Linked DNA regions of Gossypium hirsutum: all the other regions are linked to region 2. A link is a contact called in public Hi-C data. All regions are on one chromosome and are shown on one strand. The core of a region is the stretch at or near the end of the contact, and the rest is flanking DNA. Distances in the headings are between cores, read along the strand shown.

Region 1 (2,804 bases), core at 96-2,595, 350 kb before region 2:
TCCAATTGATATGATCTTCATTGATGGACTAGATATCATCCATATACTCAACAGAACCTATAAATATCATTCAATAAATTGCCAACATTTCAAATATGAAAACTATCTCAAACAACTCCAATGGTAAAGGAGTGAGAACTCCCTTGGCACTCTATTGCCATTTCTATATTTTTCAACAATCTTCCCTTTTAGCAATTTTTTGAACAAAACATACACAATGGAGGAAGCTATAACATCAAGTAACCTTAGCTCCCCCTTAACATATTGTCATTACTATTTTTTATTTTTTTTTTTGAGATAGATTGACATTTAGACCCTATATGGCACATATGATGATAAAGAAATAGGGAAATAATGGCAGGTTGAATGTGCGGAAGTAGTGGTATAAATAAAACACCAATGTTCACAAGCTATTTGTGCTTGACTCCAAATAAAATGCTCAAATTTGATTCGGTAATTATCGAGTTGAGCTTGCACTCAAGCAACTTAAGCTATTAATCAAGTTGAATTTGAGCATCGTAATATTCAATTTGAATGGTTCTGACTCTAATTGAGCTTTTCATTTTAATATATTATATATGAAATCACATTTTTACTCTTATTATATAAAAATAGCTTAAGTATGAACGAGCTTAATTGAGTTGAAGTTCAAGTTAAAGTTTGATGTTGAGTACAAAAATTAAGAAACAAGCCTAATAAAGCTCAAGTTTAAAATTGATGTCTGATTAAACTTGAATCGAATATCGAGCCTTAAATTTCGAGCCAAACTTGAGCTTGAACTTGTGTTTTCCACTATTTAAGTTTCGCTCAACTCAACTACACTATTTTGTTAAATGATAGAATAATGTACATTCATACAAGTACATATAATTATTGAGTTCAATTAACCAATTTATGAGTTATTAAGTTGAATTAACAAATGTTGTTTTTCTTTATGTTAAAAATTCATAATATAAAACTTCAGAACTTAAAGATTTATCGGGCCAATATTTTTAATAAAAGTTACGAGGGTAACTCTACTTATTAGAGAATTTCCATTTCATAGACAATAATGTCTTTATTAAAGCAAAAAGAGTTGGATTGTTTAACTAAATTCTCAATAAAAGATTAGTGGTGCACAGAATGATGGTATCTGCAAAAATGGGGTTGGGATTTATTGGGCCCCACCGCAAGCCCACGTCCATAAAACGACAAACTAGGGAGAACGTGTGACTAAAACAGGAACATATACGCGTACATATTTTTAATATTTTATGAAAATAAGAGAGAATATTTAATTCATGTCGTAAGAGCCGAAAGGAACATCAAGACTCGGCTCACATGGTCCCTTCTATATCTCTTCTTCCCATCATTCATGCCTCTCTCTCCCCTTCCATTTTTTTTTTGTTACATCAATCATAACTTTTCATTCCTTTGAACACAAACCCAAGAAAATAAAGAGTGACTTCCTTCCTTCCTCCCTGCGTTTTTGTTCTCCATTTAGCTTAAGAAATTTATACACATTTTCTTATGAAACATACGGAGCCAAGGAGCTGCAAAGAGTTTTCTATGGTGAAATGGAGGATGAGGAGGAGGCGGACTGCTTGCAGTGGCGGAGGCAGCACCGGTGGTCGATCAGTTAGAATGAAGATCAAAAGGTTGCAAAAGCTAATTCCGGGAGGGCAATTGATGCAACCGGATCGCCTGTTCTTGAGGACGGCAGATTATATACTGCATTTGCGCTTACAACTTAATCTTCTGCAAGCTCTTTCCAAGATTTACCAACCCTCAATTTAATCTCTCCTTTTCTTTTTATAAGGGTAAAGGTAAAAGTTATTTAAAGATTGAACGATGTTAACTAAAGACTCCAATAATTCAGTCGACATTAATATTCAAATATTTATGTAGATTATATATAATATAGAATTTAGATGGCATTTGCTGCCTTGCCATATACAAATGTACTCTCTTCCTCCTTTTTTTTTTCCTTATAGTAATTATATTTGAAGGTTAAGGTTTTCTCCTAAGAAGTTGGTTTATTCTTCTCTTTTAGTTTGTTAATATTGGTGGTTTTAATTTCCTCTGGAATTCATGCATGTGGGCTACCCATCTGCTGGAATTTCCAGCCTTTGCTCCTTCTTTCTTTCTCGTTTGTTGACTAAATTACACTTATGTTTGTTTAAGTACATTGTGGACATCAAAATTATTGAGCCATTAACTTCTGTTAAGTGTGTAACAATAAGTTGATGTCGAATTTTTTTAATTAGTCCCAATAATTTTAATTTTTCTTTTCTTTTAACTTTCCTTTTTCTTTTTCTTTTAGCTTTCCAGAACGTAAATAACCAAAATCCCCTCCCTAAAACGAAATATAAAACATCAAAACTCATTCTTAAATTCAATCTCAACAAGAAGAAAAGTAAACCCATTATTTATTATTCATGGAAATGTATAAATTTCTCTTTCTTCACTGATACGAAGTGTTCTTTTCATTTTCTTTATCTGCTTAAAGGATTCTCTGCTAAATGCAATTCTTAACTATGTTTAGTTTTATTTTTGACATATTTTCTTAGATGCCACTACATCGATGAGTAATTGAAATTTCTATTTTCTAATAACAGAGTTCTATGTTTGCTTGTTTGGTATATTTTAAGCTAATTGGATTTTATTTGCAACGAGGTTGATTTCTATTATTTTTACTGCTGACGTTCAAAATAAAACGTAACCTTCTTTCTCTTTTAGTTTCGAGCTGGGTTTTAGGAAGTGTTTTTTTTTTGGTCTGAATTGCTTCATTCTGACAATTGTTTATTGTAATCTTTTCTTTTCTT
Region 2 (2,931 bases), core at 57-2,556:
GTTTAACTTTGTTTTAATTTGAAATTATTTAAATATTTACAAAAATTTAACGTTTCCCCGTGTTAAAGCAATAAATAATTAAATAAACAATAAGCGTTTTAATAATAAATTTGAAAATGAACTTTAAATGGACAAATTGAATAGACTTTTAAGTAAATTTTTTTAAAATATAGTATTTTCAATCTCATCCAATACACAGTTGTACTAATACACACGTGGATTTATAATTTTAAAATCTTACTTTTTAGCTCTCGAAGTTTTGGATCTACTTTTTAGCTCTCGAAGTTTTTGGTTGGGCATACCAACCTAACTCCTAAATATAAATATGGCTCACAACAGCAAGTTAGGTTATACATAACTTGATTTTATTTATTAATGAACATCATGTGTTGTTTTTTTTTTAACAAATATTTTCAAAAGTATGGCAAAATTAAAAAATCTTCTTATGCCAATTTTACAAGAGTAATTCCAAAAGACTTTGTTAGAAGATTTTATTTCTGGGAAATTAAGATAATAAGTATTATATAAGTAGATGTATCGTTTTTATTTAGATAGCGATGCGTGCTATCGGTATCTTTCGGTGTATTATTTTAAATTTATAGGTATTTTTTATATATTATTGCTGTACACCAATTATCACCAATACGAAACCTAGGTAAGATCTGGGTCGTCTACCAGTGTCCCGGCCAAGCTCTATCAGATGTGTGAGGTGTACAACGAAGAGACATCTAGGGGAGCTCACAATATCAGCTCGCATGGGCTGAGAGGAGTTCGCGGCCCTAGCTCGGATATACCCAAAGAGTTTACACATAGGGGACCGTGAGGCCTAAGAGGCGACCCAGAACGATACACATGTTCAACATGCCCGATGCCTGTTCAAAATATCAATCCTATGAATAGTGGGGTCAAGTCCATGAACAATGGAGTCAAATCATGAACAGTAATAATATGTATAAATACTCGAATATTCCCTTTAATAAGATACACAGAAAATTACTCAACAATTATATAAACACATATAATATATTTATATACAAATAAAAATTTAAAATTATTAATTAATTTCAATAAATTAATTAAATGGTTATATATATTAATTTCAATAAATTAATTAAATGGTTATATATAAATTTTTATGTAATTATAAAAATTAATTTCAAATATTAAAATATCGTGTTAATTAGTAAGTTGGTATACAACAATACAAACTGATATTAATCAAAACTACTTGTTATGATTAACTACAATGTATAAAATCCAACCCGTTCAATTTAATTAATTTTTTATATAATACTTACTTTTACTAATAAATCTTCAAAGTCATAATTTAGAGAAAATAGGGGTTTAATATTAGGATAACAAGAGGATGAAAATAAAAAAATATAAAAAAAGATTTTAATAAAGGTTGGAAAAATGCTCTCGACTTCTTCTGCTAGCTTTGCGAATGGGAATGGAGAATATATCTCCATTGTTGAAGATTCAAATACAAAGAAAGTTCGTTTTAAGGACACGGATGCGGCCCTGGAGGATGTGATGGTGGTGGATCCTTTACCAGTGTCTCCGTTGTCGTGGAAGGACAAGTTATTGGGGAAGGATAATCTCAACCAGGATCACAAGAACGAAGTCCAGCTTGCTGCTGATAGTTTTTTTCTTTCCAATCAGGATGTGAAGAAGTCTATTGTAGATGGTGTCCCCTCTATAGACTTCTTTGATATAGTGTACTAGATCCTGGAGAAGGAAATGTCTACTTCGATTATTCTCAAGATGCTGGGCAGGAATATTGGAATTTCAACACTACAAAATAAACTCTATGGGATTTGGAGACCGTCGAAACCAGTTCAATTAATGAACATTGAAAATGGTTATTTCTTTGCAAAATTTCAGAATTCTATTGATTATGACCAGGTACTCTCCCAGGGGCCGTGGGTTATATTCGGCCATTATCTTACTGTCTAGCCATGGTCGATCGACTTTAACTCCAATCTTCCTTATCCTAACTTGATCCAAACTTGAATTCGTTTCCCTGGACTTCCTAGTCACCTGTATAAAAGACAGATTCTCTTGGAAATTGGGAGTATGATTGGCAAGATTACAAAGCTGGATATCAACACGGATAGTAGGGCAAGGGGACGATACGCTCGTATCGCAGTGTTTGTTAATTTTGGGAGGCCTTTGATCTCTAGGATTCTCATCAACGATAATCCGCAAAGAATAGAATATGAAAAATTACCTGTTATGTGTTTTAAGTGTGGTCGTTACGGTCATACTAATGAAACATGCTCGTTGACTATTTCGTCTATAGGGGCAGTCGAGAATGAGGGTCCATCGAAGCAGGCTACTGTAGCGACTGCAACGACTGAAAAAGGAAAATATGGGCCTTGGATGTTGGTGGAGTGGAAATCTAGACGTGGAAATTTGGAAGGTGCGAAGAAATGTAACAATTTGAAAAAAGAAGAAAATTCGGGATTACGTTTCCATTCTTTGGCAGGTTTGGAGATAAGTTCCTTGGAGCAAGAATCTACAAAGAACCCTAAATCGTCACTGGAAAGTAAAAATAAAGGAATATTAATTGACTCTGATGTTAATGTGATTACAGGTAGGAAAGTTGTAGGGAACAGTCTTAATAAAGCCAATCTGAACTGGCCTATTATTAAGCCTCAAAAGGGACAGGCCCGATCATCTAAGTCCAACACTGAAATGATTGCCCACTCCACGGGTGTGAATAAGAAGGGCTTGGAGAACCCGATAGCTTTAAGTACAGCTAATCCACCTGCTTCGTCCAATAATGGAAAGACTCATGGTAGTGGGTCTAGTGGACTACAGCTGGAGCTTCAATCTTCGAAAAACCGTTTAGAAACTGATCCTAACGAGCTTAGCATCATGCAAGTACCTATGACATCAGCTGAAGCTATGTCCAGGCCATTAATTGTA
Region 3 (2,875 bases), core at 66-2,565, 290 kb after region 2:
TAAAAAACTTCTTGTTAGAGCCATCTTTCATTGGAGATAGCGACCTCGGCCTCTCTCGATGGTGGAACGCAAATCGTCAGGTAAGTTCCTTCTTTTCCTCTTTATTTTATGTGTTTTTCTTATATTACATAAAAAATTCGAAAAATAAATAAAAGAAAAAAATAAATCACCTTTCTTGATTTTTTGATTGTTTTTTTGTATTTTTCTCTGTTGTTCAAAAAAAAAATTCCAATACAAATCCATTCTCTGTTGTTCAAATAAAAATTCCAATACATGAGCATAGTATTGAGTGTGGTAAGGTATACATCAATAAAGAAGCAATGATAAGTGAAATGACCAATAAAGATAAAACGGAGCTTAGTACATTAACATTACACCATAATAAATTAGGGGCTTTTTTAATTAAGTAGCCCAGATTATTTAAGAGACGATACAACTAATGAAGTTGTGAGTAAACTTTTAAAGAATGGAACTAGATATAATGACTCATAAATTAATCGGGAAGATAGTGATGGACCGACTCAATAAAAAAAAAAAGAAGATAATAAGGGTCTATAATTAAAATTAAGGAAAATAAAAACTCTTGAAGAGATTGTTAAAAACTAAAGAAAAAAAGAAAAGAGCAAATGGAGGAGAGAGTTGCATTCAACAGTTATCAAAAATAGAGAAAGTCTTTTATTGATTCTAATATTCAAACCATAAGAGATTTTTGTGCAAAAATTGTTCAAGGGCTAATGTAATCAACCCTTGGATAATGAAAATAGATATAAAAAATTTAAAATTAATGGAGAAAGTAGTGATTAGCCGACTTATAAAATAATTGAAAAGGATAAAGTTTTATAATTAAAATTAAGGAAAGTAAAAACTCTGATACACTTATTATCAGAAACTTGAGAAAAAATAGAGAGTTGTAAAGTTGTATTCATCGATTAATAAAAGTGAGAAATATGTGAATGAGTCTTTTATTAATTTCGATATTCAAAACTATAAAATGTAAATGAGGCAGAAAGTGTACATTAATACACTAGCGTTACACGTGACATGGCTCTCGTGCGTTTACCAAATAGCCAAATTTACAGAACTGGGCTTAAAGGCCCTTTTGAGCTGTAAGCCAAGTCCATTTCAAGAGTTAAATGAAACGCTGCGTGCGTTGAGCGAATAGCCAAATCACTAGCAAAAGCAGGTGAGGTGAGCATCCGGAAGCAAAACTTTTTTCCCAAATTTGTATAATTAAAAATCATTATGATAAGACGCCCCACCACATGACCGTTGCCCCAACGTTCCAAAAATTCCAAAATTTAAAAACCTTTGCTTTCCCAAACTCAAAACTTACCGTTCGCTAACGTCTTATCCTACCCCCAAAACAAACTCTCCTTCTTTCTTTCACTTCTTTTATGCCTTGAGATCTTTTTCAATTCAGGGAAGTTAGATTAGAGATTATGGCGGCATTGGCACCTGGGATTTTGCTGAAATTACTCAATGGGATGAACACTGGGGTGAAGCCAACTAGTGAACATAGGAGTTCGCTTTTGCAGGTCACTGATATTGTGCCGGCTGATCTTGATGAGAAGAACCTTTGGCCTAAACATGGCTTTTACATCAAGGTCTCCGATTCTTCGCATTCCATTTACGTTAGTCTTCCTTCAGACCAAGATGATTTTGTTCTTAGCAACAAAATGCAACTTGGGCAGTTCATTTATGTTGATAGATTGGAGCCTGGCTCTCCTGTTCCTGTTGTTAAAGGTGCAAAGCCCCTCCCTGGAAGGCATCCTTTAGTTGGGACACCCGAGCCTTTAATGGGTTTAAGAAGAAAAGGGGAGAAAAGTGAGCAAAAACAAGAGTCTAAGCTACATAGAAGAGGTTCTTGGGGCAAGGGTGTTAATGGGACTGATGAGATCTCTTCTCCTTTAGTTTTAAAGCCGGTACCTTTAGATTTTGATCAATGTACTCCGGTGAAAGAGCGGTCTAATCTGGTGAGAACTCCGATGATGTCTCCGATGATAAGAAGGGTAGGGAAAGATGGAAATGTTAGTGGTGGTATAAGGTGCTCTTTTGGTGGGGGATTGTTGGCAAAAATGATGGATACAAAAGGAGAAAGTCCAGCTTTGCTTAGAAAAAGCTGTGCTGCACCTTCCTCGGCTTCAAAGTTTCCAAGGAGCAAAAGTGTCATCGACCGGGAGCCTAGAATCCCAAACAGTCCTCTCATCTCAGCTGTAGGTACACTTTTTCCCCCTTTTTTTCCATTTAAAAATTTGCCATGTTTTTCTCCATATTAACTTTTTCAAGGGTGTTTTTTTGTCTTTGATTATACAATTCAAATTTCAGCCATTGCAGGAAAAGAAAAGTTCAACACCACCACCAAGTTTAAAGCGTGGAAGGGTGGCGGCTGCCCAACAACCAGAATCTCAGCTTGATAATAACTCAGCCATCGATAACAGCAAAAGTCTAACCATGAATTTGCCTGGGAAACTTGGCATTCTGGGCAAGGTGAGTTTAAGGCTCATGCTAACCATACTCAATTCTGTCAAGGGTTTTCGCTTAAATTTGACATTCGTGGTTCAACAGGAAGCTGTTCAGCAACGACAAACGGCTCAGAAGATTGCTCTTCAAGCACTAAGAGATGTCACTGCCACAGAGAATCTAGTTCGCTCTCTCAAGTATGTCCTTTCCTTTCCTTTAGTTTTTTTTTTTTTTGTTCTTTCCAATTTTGTTGTATGTTTAATAATTTTTGAGTTTATATACTTTGGCTGGTGATTGCAGGATGTTTTCCAACTTAAGCAAATCAGCAAAACCAGATGCTCCAGCAGCATGCTTCGATCAGTTTCTGGAATTTCACGCCCAAATTGTGCAGGCCTTGAGCGAGATAGCCTCCGTT

Evidence for each region. Hi-C and Micro-C count contacts between places; a contact is called where the count stands out from the background.
Region 1: a Hi-C map of leaf shows a contact between it and region 2, with 2.3 times the contacts expected there. The contact joins the promoter of LOC107886604 here to the promoter of LOC107886611 in region 2. A contact is called at or near these places in 3 of 34 Hi-C or Micro-C datasets (callus and leaf).
Region 3: a Hi-C map of leaf shows a contact between it and region 2, with 2.2 times the contacts expected there. The contact joins the promoter of LOC107886577 here to the promoter of LOC107886611 in region 2. A contact is called at or near these places in 3 of 34 Hi-C or Micro-C datasets (all in leaf).

Annotation. Positions count from the first base shown.
Region 1 is chrA03:99,971,421-99,974,224 of Gossypium_hirsutum_v2.1, reverse strand. LOC107886604 (transcription factor PAR1) reads left to right here and starts at 1,345. Exons shown (of 1, transcript XM_016810622.2): 1 at 1,345-1,938. The coding sequence starts at 1,510. The coding sequence ends at 1,776.
Region 2 is chrA03:99,621,012-99,623,942 of Gossypium_hirsutum_v2.1, reverse strand. LOC107886611 reads left to right here and starts at 1,306. Exons shown (of 3, transcript XM_016810636.2): 1 at 1,306-2,931. The coding sequence starts at 2,077.
Region 3 is chrA03:99,328,060-99,330,934 of Gossypium_hirsutum_v2.1, reverse strand. LOC107886577 reads left to right here and starts at 1,315. Exons shown (of 4, transcript XM_016810578.2): 1 at 1,315-2,213; 2 at 2,335-2,487; 3 at 2,566-2,657; 4 at 2,761-2,875. The coding sequence starts at 1,440.